Linked DNA regions of Macaca mulatta: region 1 is linked to region 2. A link is a contact called in public Hi-C data. All regions are on one chromosome and are shown on one strand. The core of a region is the stretch at or near the end of the contact, and the rest is flanking DNA. Distances in the headings are between cores, read along the strand shown.

Region 1 (6,122 bases), core at 1,882-4,381, 840 kb after region 2:
TTCGTGTATGAAGACTACAAAGGTTAAAACAAATATCTCTGACAAATGTATAGGAGATATTACATAAAAAGATATGCCAGATATCTATCTTCCATTTTTTTGGTTCTGCCTGTATCTTACAGTAGCTCTTCCTAACTTAAGTCCTACACAATCACACAGACAAATGATTGAAAGTAAAACTTGTGAAACCTGAGTAAGCATGATGGATTATATTAATGTCAGTAACTTGAGAGTGGTGGAAGCTTGTATTTTTAACATGTGTCTCAGGTAATTTATGATTAGGCAAGGCTAGGAAATACTATATAGTAAATTAGTATTTTAACACTTTCAGTACAGGACAGTTGGGGCACAATCTTATAGATTAAATTTGCCATTTTGGTTTAAAGGTGGTCTGACTTTCCTGTAGTTAAAGAAATTAATGCTTGTTGGTTCTTTTTAAAAACCTACCCACGCTAAAAAGAATAAAATACTTAGAAATAAATATAACAAAATAAGTTCAAGACCTGTACACTGAAGACTATAAAACATCATTGAAAGAAATTAAAGATCTACATAAATGGAAATAAATTCCATGTGTCTGAGTTAAGACAGAAGTACTCCCAAACTGATCAACAAATTTGACACAATTCCTATCAAAATCATAGCTGCAATTTTTTGCAGAAATTGACAATCTTATTCTAAAATGTATATAGAAATTTGACTCAAAATAGCCAAATCTATCTTTAAAAGGATAAACAAAATAGGAAGACTCACACTTCTGGATTTCAGTACTTGCTACAAAGTTACAGTAGTCAAGACTATGGTACTATCATGAAACTAGACACAGAGATAAATGGAATTTAGGGTTCAAAACGAAATCGTTACATTGTGGCCAACTGATTTTCAACAAGGGTGCCAAAACAGTTCAATTAGGAAATAACAGTATTTTTCAACAACTGAAGACAGGATAACTCAATAACCACATGCAAAAGAATGAAGTTGGACCTCTAACTTTTATCATAAACAAAAATTAACTCAAAATGAAACATGCACCTAAATATACAAGCTAAAACTATAAAATTCTCATGAGAAAACACAACTCTAAACCTAGATGACTTTGATTTCAGTAGTGGGTTCCTAGATATAATACCAAAGCACTAACAACCGAGGAAAAAAGACAAACTGGTCTTCATTAGCATTTAAAACTTTTGTTCTTCAAGGAACACTAAAATTTTAAAAAAGAGACAATAACAAGTTTGACAAGAATTCATAGAAATTGGAACATGCATACATATCTTGTGGAATGTAAAGTGGTGCAGTCATTTTGGAAAACAGTGACACTTCCTGAAAAAGCTAAATGGGTTACCACATGACTGAGCAATTTCACTGTAATGTATATATTCAAGGGAATTGAAAATGTATGCCCACACAGAAGCTTGTAAACAAATGTTCCTAGCAGCATTATTCCTAGACAAAAAGTGAGAACTCGAATGTCCATTAACTGATGAGTGGATAAACAATGTGAAATGTCCATACAATGAAATATTATTCAATCATAGAAAGGACTGAAGAACTGATACATGTTATAACATAAATGAACCTTGAAAACATTGTACTAAGTGAAGGAAGCCAGCCAGGCATGGTGGTTCACACCTGTAATCCCGATACTTCGGAAGGCCAAGGATAGCTTGAGGCCAGAAGTTCTAGACCAACCTGAGCAACACAGTAATACCTCATCTCTATTAAAAAATATGAAAATCCGCCTGGCATGATGGTGAGCACCCTTAGTCCCAGCTCAGCTACTTAAGAGGCTGATGTAGGAGGATCTCTTGAGTGCAGGAGGTCAAGGCTGCTGTAAGCTATGATGACACCACTGCACTCCAGCCTGGGTGACAGAGTGAGACATCATCTCTAAAACAAAATAGAAATAAGATCACGTAATGTTTTATTTCATTTATACAAAATGTCTAGATTAGGCAAATTCATAGAGATAGAAAGCAGATTTATGGTTGGCAGGGGATGAAGAAGGGGAAAATAGGAAGTGGCTGCCAGTAACCATAGGGTTTATTTTTGGAGTAAAACAGATATTCTAAAATTAGATGGTGGTGATGGTTGCACAACTCAGCAAACATACTGAAAACCAAAACATGAGATTATTTTTATGGAATATGAATTATATCTCCATAAATTTTTAAAAATCTACCTAGAGTTGCCTAGTGTCAACTGTTTACATTATAATCATTGTCAAAATCGAATCTCTGCTGTTGAGATAAAATGGTAAGGCAGAGTGTTTTCCTGTACCAAGAACACCCTCCCTCCACATTCAGACTATTATAGAGGACAATCGTGTATTTCATTCTTGACTAGAGGAATTTTGCTGTTTTCACATGTTTGCCTTGAGAATAATAGTGTTTAATTTGTATTGTGAAATGGCAAGTTTGCAGTTAAGAACTATTCAAAGATAGAATACTCCCATTTCCCAAAACAAATCTGTGCACTATTAATTGAATTGGTTGGGTGATTTGACGGAATGAGTACTGGATCAGACCTCAGAAAACTTTTCCCCATCCCTTACTGTGTAACCTTGGACTCAGTCAGTCATCACTCTGCATTTGTTTTCTTATCTGCCAGTTAGAATATCAATACTTGCACAATTCATACATAAGATTTTCAAGAGAATCAAATGGATATAAGATATGAAGGTGCCTTGAAAGGGACAGCATGTAAAATATGAGACATTACTTAACAGCCTTCATTTTTCTTCAGACTTTATTTTCAAAGGAGGAGAAAAACAAGATGCTAAGTTAAATGGTTCCTTTTGGGTACTGAGTGAAAGGGACTGGGATTTCTTAAGAAAGAATGTTGCATGGACTCAGAACCCTGAACTTGTGTGACATTAACAGATAGGGTTTTACAGAAAACTGTTATAATTTTTTAATGTGTCATTCTGTCAGCATGAGAATGATATGGCAGCAGACAGGTTATTGTCAATTAAACACGAGCTGTCAGTCAGAAATGTTGAAATATGGTGAGCATGAATCCTAAGCAGACCACATGGCAGCTGCTCAACTGTTATTTTAACAGAGTCACTGTATATATGTGACATTTTCCTGCAGAATTTAATTTAAGTCCCTAACAACGGAGACACCTCTGCATTTGCATGCTGCTGTCAAGTCAGTCTTGGACCTTCTAAATGAGCTAGAATAGTGGGTGGTAGTGGGAGAGTGACAGGTGGAGGAGATGACTCTTATCTCATTTTCCTTCACTCAGGTTACATTGAAGAGGCCTGCATCATCCCCTGCCCCTCAGACTGCAAGCTCAGTGAGTGGTCCAACTGGTCGCGCTGCAGCAAGTCCTGTGGAAGTGGTGTGAAGGTTCGTTCTAAATGGCTGCGTGAAAAACCATATAATGGAGGAAGGCCTTGCCCCAAACTGGACCATGTCAACCAGGTATTTTCTATCATTGACAGTGTTAAGATATTGTTGAGATTCACAATGATCTGATTTTTTTCTCCAAAATGGAGAACAGTAAATAATAGCTATTGAATAAAAAATTGACCCATTTTTACCATTAGAATGCCTGAATAAATACACATATGTTATTAAAATTTCAAATTAGACATATTATCTCTGTATTCTCTGGAGATTCCATACCTTGCAAGTATATGAATATGTATATAATTCAATGGAGAGAAAAATGACACCTATCTTTGAAATAATGTCAAGGTATTTAATCTGTCATAAGATTGTATCTAACATGTAGGCTGAGATTATCTCATTCTTATAGTTTCCCCAGACTGTCAGAAAAGACATCTCAATTACCAACTACTTAAATTAAAATCAAAGAAATAATATGGATTTGGATCTAAAATTAGGAAAAATATATACTGTTTGTTTAAATGTTTTTGATATAAAACAAATTGAGAAAACAACTACAAAGATGGCCTCAAAGTCACTATAAGTATATTATCAATTTACTGATTGACCATTTTCAGTTTTATTTGGAACTCTGACTTTTGATGCATTCTTTCTTACCTGCTGTTAATAGTTGTTATTCTGTTCTATTAGAAATAAAAAGAAAAAAGCCTAATGGAGGAATTGTGACTAATTTAAATGAAATGTACCCTAATCCGACAATTATTACCATGTTTGGCCTACAGGTGAATTAACAAAGAATAATTTCATATATTATGTGTGGGTGTTAAGTTGTGTATTTGAATTTAAATCACAACCAAATAATCAAGTCCTTAAATATGTAGAACTGTTTCACACATATATAGACTCATTTTAATCTCTAAACACACTGCTTACCTGTATACATACTTTACTTCCCAGATTGACATAACTTTGTTCATAATAAAAGTACATTGTAGAGAAAACAGAAAGACCTTTGGAATTAAGTAAATTAAGATGAAGATCGTGAAGAATTAAATTCTATAATAAGTACTCTAAAGAGTCTTGATTGTTCCCCAAGTGAAGTTGCTGATTTTATCTTTAGGTGCAATGGAGGGTAAATAACACACTCCCTTGCTGCCATCTACTGGTAGTTTAGCTTCCCTGTCACAGAGCATTTTGCGTTTCTAAGATGCTAAGGAAATTTCCAAAGAAGAAAATTCAGTTCAGCAACTATAATTATATAACTGTAAAACAGAATAACTGAACTAAAATGTTTATAATACAAAAGAATATCTCTCTACACATTTTGAAACCTTGAATTTTCAGTAGCAAATTTAAATTTTGATAAATTATGTATGATTCACAATCCTAAAAAGAGAAATTCTACACGTACTCATACCTATTTCACTTTAGCATGTATGTGTGCACCCAGTCAGATATGCAATTAAAATCTGTGTTTGCCTCAGATTTTCCTTAAGTGTGAATTTCAAAAGGTTCAAAACCTCAGGCCAAGTTGTCTTTGCTATTACTAGTGTTTAGCCTAAACCATTTGTCACTTTCCAACTCTAATATATTCTGATGCAGTTTGACAGGGGTATTGTGACTTGGTATCAGTTGACTGAAGGCTTATTGAGACATTAACAACCGAAAAATCAAAGCAAAAACAAATAATACATTTTTGAACATTTGAGCATAAATGTTCTGCATAAAAATAGAAACTTATATGAATTTGTGTATTAGTGAGATGTTTAGGGAAAATAAAAATGTAAAGATTCGTGTTAATGTTGAAAATTTTAAATCACATAGGTGTTTACTACGATTATACATTCCTCAGTAAAATAATCAGAAGCCCGTTGGCTTGAAAACGGTCTCTGAGTTTCTATTTTTCTAGCTGAGGAAGGAAGTACTCAAATCCTCATTTTCTACAAAACAGCTGAACTAATTAAGGTAAATCAATGGCTAGATCAAGCTACAAATATACTGATAGACAATAGTCCATTGACAAGTTGGATCACAAGTTATTTGCATTATATATCAATTTCCCATGCTATGTATTTTGAGGTCAACTCCGTTTTCCAAGATTGCTCCATCCTGCCCATCTAATTTTTTCATTGGCTCTGCTATTTACAATACTCATTTGTGTGTCTTACTTTTCAACAATAATAAGTAGTTGTGTATTATCTCCTATGACCTAAGAAAAATGTTCTAGTATTTTACCAAAAAAGTAGGTTTTTACATTTAAGTAATAATACTTGAAACTTACCACGAGTTCTTCTCATAGCATACTGACGTTTTATCTTGTTTCCTTTTTCATCATTCCTGTTGAACACCACTCCAGGCACAGGTAAGAACTCTTAAAACTCATGGTTCTTAATAGAATGCTTCTTTTCTAAAATTTCCTGGTTTCTGAGAACACATTTCTCTTCTTGCCTTGTCTTTTATGTTTTACAGGGAGAAAATATCACATTTTCCATTAAAGAATTTTTTCTCTAGCTGTTTTCTTTTTCTTTTATATCATAGTTACCTGTGTTCCTGTATTTCATATCCCTCATTGTAATATTAAGGACTGAGGTGAACAAGAGTTGGGAAGAACAAGTTTCACTTCGCTAATCTTGATAGGCAGTGACACCCGTTATTAATGGTCTTGTGCTTTTCAGAGGGAGAAGGAAAAAGTGCAAGTGGACTGAAAATGGGTGGGTTGGAGATTGTTCTGAACTGATCGGTATTCCCTTCAATACAGGCGATTAA
Region 2 (6,287 bases), core at 2,439-4,938:
GCATCTTCTTTGCTTGAATGCAAAGGCAAATGAGAAAGAGACTTTCCCATGTCTAAAGAAAAATAAAAATCTTACAGTAAACTTCAAGGAAAAAAGTACATTCAAGAACTCTATGAGATATTTACACTAATTAATTTAGAACAGTAAAGGAAGAGTTAAACTCTGTAAAATATCTGAAGGGACTTATTCTGAGCCAAATATGAGTGACCAAGGCCTGAGGCACAGTCTCAACAGGTCCTGAGAAAATGTCCTCAAGGTAGTTGGGTTACAGCTTGATTTATACATTTTGGAGACAGAAATTACAGGCAGAGGCATAAATCAATACATGTAAGGTATACATTAATTCAGCCCAGAAAAGCAGGACAGTTTGAAGCAGGGGTGGAAGGTTGGGGGGTATCCAGGTCATAGGTGCAAAGGTGGATTTAAAGATTTTCTAATGGCAATTGGTTGAAAGGGGTTAAACTCTACCTGAGGAGTTGAAGTCAGCAGAAAGAAATGCTTATAGTTAAGACAAGGGAGGAGGTTGTGGAAGCCAAGGTTCTTATTATGTAGATGATGCCTCCAGGTAGCAGGCTTGAGAGAGAACAGTTTGTAAATGTCTCTTATTACACCTTAAAATATTCCAGGCTCTTGGTTAAATCTCTGCTGGATTAAGGAAAAGATCTGGAAAGGAAAGGGGATTCTGTACAGAATGTGGATCTTCCCCACAAGAGACAGCTTTGCAAGGCCATTTCAAATAAATATATTTTGGGGTAAGATATTTTGATTTCTTTCAGGGCCTGCTATCTGTCAAGTGATTCTATATTAGAGTCAGGTTGGGATTTGATATCTTACTGCTACAAAGAGACTCTTTTGTTAGTTTTAAAATCTCTGTTTTCATCAATGCTGGTCAGTTGTGCCTGAATTCTAAAGAGAGGAAGGTATAATAAGGTATGTTCAATCCCCTCCGCCCACCTTTTCATCATGGCCAAAACCACATTATTAGGTTTACTTTGGAATGCCCTTAACAGAGAAGCAGGGTCCACTCAGTCAGTTGGGGGGCTCAGAATTTTATTTTTGGTTTACAGAACAAACTTTAAGAGAATGTTCAAACTACCTTTTGGATTAGGATAATATCCAATCAAAATAATGTCTGAAACAAAGGAGTCATTTACTAGAGTCCAGAAGTGTTTTAAAGAAAATAATGTGAAATGATATCCTACCATGCTTATGATGAGAATGGGCTTTCAAACATTAACATTTGACAAAAGTCTACATCTGCAGGTTCTCTGAAAAGAAACATGCAGGTTTCATTTTCCTTAGAATAAAATAAAAATACATTCTACCTTTTAACCAGTTGGCACTAAAGGCAAAAATTGCTTTGGGTAGATGATAGCTAGGTATTTGATGTATATGTCCAAGTAACTTCAAAACAGTACGTTTCAGCCTCTGAAAATTCATGCACCTTTGTGATAAATACAATCACCACTCTTCCATCCTTAAATTTCTTGCTTTAAACATTTAAACACTTGCAACAACAATAAAAAGCCCCGAAATTCCAAAATCATGCAAGTTTTTTTCATTCAGCAGTTGACAGAGTTAAAATTATGAAGCCAGTGTTCCAAAATATTAAATATAATTTACAAAGCAGCAAAATTTAGAATACTAACTTCAAACTTTTAGGATGAGAATATTCAAATAACATGGGAAAATTAAATACACATGTAAAAATCTAAGTAGAAATAATTAGGACTAGTGCCTACACAAAAATAACTTCTGCAAGTAGATAATGAAGTAACTTTATACTTAAGGTCATACCCTTTTAAAGCTGAAAAGAACTTAATAGTCATACAATACACCCTGCTGGCATTTTCCTGCTTATAACTTGAGAAAAAATAAAGTGAAAAAGTAAAACTTAGAAGTAACATAATTCTACTCCTTCTAAATTTGATATGTCTTTTATCGGTTCCTAAAAATAGATTACAGACATTAAGACAGATAGTATTTCTTTCAAAAATTCTCACTTATTTGATTAAACAAAACAGATACTCCAAATAAGTCAATTCATCCTAGAGTATGAAGAAACTTTTACTTTTTAGAATTGGCATGCCTGATGGGAGGTTGCTTGGTGGGTACAATGTGTGTTGCTCCAGTGTTGGATGCACTGAGGGCCCTGACTTCACTAGGAGGTCGTATATCAATGTAGCAAATTGCACTTGTAGCAAATTGCCCATGAATATATATACAAAATAAATACAAAGATAAAAAAAAAAACTCGCATGCCATCCACTTGTTGCTGTCAAACAGAATAAAAAAAATATACAAATGGTGTGCAAACGAAACTGTAAAATGCGATTTTCACTCTTTAAAAAAAAAACAACTATGTATTTATAAAAATAATTGCCCACATTAAAAATACAAATGATTTATGACTTCTAAAAAATCATTGTCTTAATTTGGCTCAATGACACAATACCCCGGTCAAATCAACACCTGCCAGCCACAGGTAGGTTAGAGAAGACTTAACATCACTGTCCCCACACAGTGACCTTGGGGTCTATGCGGAACACTAGATGAACTGGGATCACTGGGCCTTACCAGCAAGGTCTTAAGGGCACCCTTTCAGCCTTAGAGGCACCCTTTCTGGGATCTCAGTCAACACAGCCAGGGTGTAAGCTGCATCTTACTGGAGGGCGTTGAGAGAAAAGACACAGAAGGGAAAACTCAAGTGGCTCTCCGTTTGGGCCTGTTTTCTGTCCTAATCTAACAGCTGCCGTGATCGATTGTTTTAGGTAGGTGTTTGGACAAGTGCTAGACTTTGTCAAAATCTGGGAATCCCTTGCCTTCTCTACTAGATTTTCCTTAGAGAACTGACAAGTTTAACCACTTTTATTCTTGGAGACTCAATGGTTTAAAAAAGGGGTGCTAGACCCTCTTCTCCAACCTCTCGGTGCTCAATGTTATTATAGCGGTTCCTTCCTTTACTGAAAGCCAACATGGATATCAGACTCAATTTGGAGAGAAAAAATATATCACAGCACTCCAATTTAAATGGCTCCTGATCGTCTGTGCAGACACTGGTTTTAGTTCTAAAAGGGCTTGAGAACGAAGGAAACCAGCGCCTTTAAAAAGCTCCATAAACAATACCTAGCACAAAGTCTACTCTGTAAAGCTGAAAAATAACATCCCGGCACCACGGCAAGAAAATTCATCAACAGCAAAAGCAAGAGAGCCACCTGGCGCTCAAGGGGTGAGGGCCTAGAGGCAACCCAGAGGCCGGGCTTGGGCCGAAGCCCGGGTTCCCTGGCTGGGCCTCAAAAGAGGCGAAACAGCACCTCGATCTCGAGCCCTGAGCGCCGCCGTACCTGCGGCAGGCCCAACACCCAGGCGGCCTCCCCTCCTCGTCAGGCCCGGCTGAAGCCGCAGCACAGCCGCTCAGCCCCGCTCCGGAAGGGGACCTGGGGACTGCACGTCCGGGGTCGCTCACCGGCACGCGGGGCGCTGCGCAGTCCCGGGCTGCTTCGGCGCTGACAGGGCCGAGGACAGGGTCACGGAGTCCACAGTCCCGGGAGCCGGGGGGTGGAGCGACCGGCCTGGAGCGCGCGGCCGCCGCAGAGCTGGGACGGGGGAGGGGTAGAACAACGACGGCATCAGCAGAGGCCAAGCGCCGCCGTAACCTGCTCCCGCGCCTGCGCACAGTGCTCCCGGAGGGGCGGGGGAGCCACTGGCGTGCGCCTGACGCATGCGCCCTTCTTCCTCCTGCTTGAGCCCTTAGGCACAGATCGTGTGAGATTGTGCGCTCTCCAGGTTTCATTACCTTGGTGTCCCCCAGACTTCAAAGTAAAGTGTGTCCACTCTAGCCACGGATTACCTAGGAATAGTCACTCTTCCTTTTTCCCATGTCAGACCATTTTCTTTTGCAAAGGGGAAACATGTGCACCATCTGCCTCAGCTTTCAGCTGAGCAGCCTCTTTGCTCACGCAATGCGATTTGTCGCTGACACTCTGGTCTCTAGGAATGGGATAAACTGGTCCGTACACACGCCGCTGACAGAAGCAAAGCTACTTCTATTTTAATTTAGAAACTTGTCAACTAGAAGGAAACACCAAGCGGCAAGGCCGTATTTTTTGTTTTTGTTCGGTTTCGTTTTGCTTTGCCCACGCTGCTCCTCCCCACCCCTTAACTCTGGTGCTAGTTACAGGTGTGTGAAATCCCGCTTCGGATCCCAGTACTTCAGCTCTTCGCTGTGGGTGGGGGCTGCCCTCCCCCAATGTCTAGGTCATTTCACTTAGAAGATAAGAACAACGACAAAGAGTCGGTTTGAGGGATCAGTGAGATGCCGATAATAATATTAAGGGCACTCTAGTCTCATTGCCTGGGGAGAGTTGAACGTTTAATGAATGGTAGGCATTGTTATAGTCACAGGAGCAAGGAAGTGAGAGTCATATATTTCTCTCTTCTAACAGGATCAGTGTGTTCCGGCAATTGGGAAATGAAGCTATGTAAAAGTAGAAAATACAAGTCAGAGCAATATCCAATGTAATGTTTAAAAGGATTACTGTAGATCCATATGTGAGACAATGAGCTTTGTCATACAATGTTGTCGGAGATTTAAAACTCCTAAGTTTTCTGGCAGGCAGTCAATATGTATCAAGACTTAAAATATTCACATCGTTTGGCCCAGCAATTCCACTCTTTCAGAAGTATCCTGAACCAAATGAGACCTCTAAAAAGATTTGGGTATGAGGTGTGTCCATTTACAACTCAATGTCCAACAAGGGACATTGATAAAATCATTATTTTTCAATCCCTTTTATTTAGCCCATATTTCCAAAGGGGAGGGTCAGGGTGTCTTCCATTAACATTGTTTGAAATTTCAAAATTAATAGTTTGGTTAAAACAAATCAGAATCATGGGGGAAATTTTTTCTCAAAATTATTTACAGTCCACCTGTGGAGATATAATGTTCCCTTTAGAATTACTAAGTTTTTTAAATTATGGAATAGCCATCTATTGAGTATTTACAAAGCCAGTAAAAATCATGTTATAAGGATGTTATACATGGAGTGATATAAAATTAAAATCAGGATGCAAAGTATAGGATATGAGGTATTATAATAGGATGTAAAGTATATTCACATATAGATAACACATAGATATAAATGTGTATTACATATCTGCCTTGAAATATCACATATCTGCCTTGAAACTATTTATACAAAATATAAACAGTTGCCTGTAGTTTGAGAGCATGTGTGTATTTTCTTTATTATTGTTAAATTGGCAAATGGTTCTATAATGTAACATTCTTAAGTGAAAAAATTACTTTTTTTCTTTAATTCTTAAGGGAGTACTTAGTATTTTCTCAATTAACCTTATCATTTAACTTAAAACATGCTAGCCATAGCACAGTTCCTTATCCAAATTCCTGAAATTCTCATAGGAATAAGTCTTCCTAGGAGAATGTCTCTGTAAGAAGTAGTTTAGTGGCAGGGTTGGGAGCACAGCCTTAGCAGCCATATGGCCTGAAAATGAGCCCAGCCTGATAGAGATATACAAAATCTCTGTAAGAGTGTGCAAAATACTTAGCCCTCTTTATACCTAATTTGTATTATCTGCAAAATGAAGATAGTAATAATGTCTATCTCAAAGGGTTATAGATGGGAGCTGATACCTGCAGGGCAATCAGTAAATATTAGATATTATTAGGACAAATATATCATCCATATAACAAGGAAGTACTTTAAAGACAGATATTGAATGTTTGGTACATTTGTTCCTATGCCCTTATTTTTCATCAAAGCACATGTTGAAAGGAAAATTTTCTGAAAAGCTTCCAATTATTTGCTTGACAACGATTTCCTCAGTTCTGAGTTCAGTACTGGTCTAGGTGCTATCAGATGTAAAGGCTAATGATTTTAACAGTCTGGGATAAATTTGAATAGAAGAACATTCTTTCTTAATGATTTCTGGTTATATTTAGTATGGTGATGAAGCTAAGGGATTTCTCTAGGTTATACTAGATCTTGAAAACAGCCTTGTCTCTCATTTCAATTCTCTTTTATCTCCTTTAATGGTAAATTCCCCAAATACCCCAAATCCTAATAGCAGTCAGCCATAACTAAAATTTTTGCACAAATCACTTTTCTAGAAATTAGCTGTTAAAAATTATGATCAGATAAGGAAAATAATTATTTTGAAGCATATAATTTGTCAAATGTTAATATATAAGTCTCTCTCAGCTCACCCCCTTCCACTGTTATGCTGATCAGATTATGTTAGAAACCTGGTTAGGTTACATTGGAAAC

What was found. A called contact is a pair of places that touch in the nucleus more often than the background predicts.
Region 1: a Hi-C map of fetal cortical plate shows a contact between it and region 2, with 4 times the contacts expected there. The contact joins the enhancer-like site here to the promoter of TMEM106B in region 2. A contact is called at or near these places in 2 of 14 Hi-C or Micro-C datasets (fetal cortex germinal zone and fetal cortical plate).

Annotation. Positions count from the first base shown.
Region 1 is chr3:117,004,095-117,010,216 of T2T-MMU8v2.0, forward strand. It overlaps THSD7A (thrombospondin type 1 domain containing 7A), which reads left to right. Exons shown (of 28, transcript XM_015134011.3): 14 at 3,250-3,428; 15 at 5,713-5,718. Among named protein-coding and RNA genes, the nearest start is that of THSD7A, 440 kb to the left of the region's middle. Within about 2 kb of position 3,132, at least 3 of the 40 cell types and tissues checked have an H3K27ac peak or open chromatin away from gene starts, as enhancers often do. A contact at or near this core is called in fetal cortical plate, where this site is marked.
Region 2 is chr3:116,160,409-116,166,695 of T2T-MMU8v2.0, forward strand. TMEM106B (transmembrane protein 106B) reads right to left here and starts at 3,689. Exons shown (of 8, transcript NM_001193700.2): 1 at 3,467-3,689; 2 at 1-52. The coding sequence starts at 50.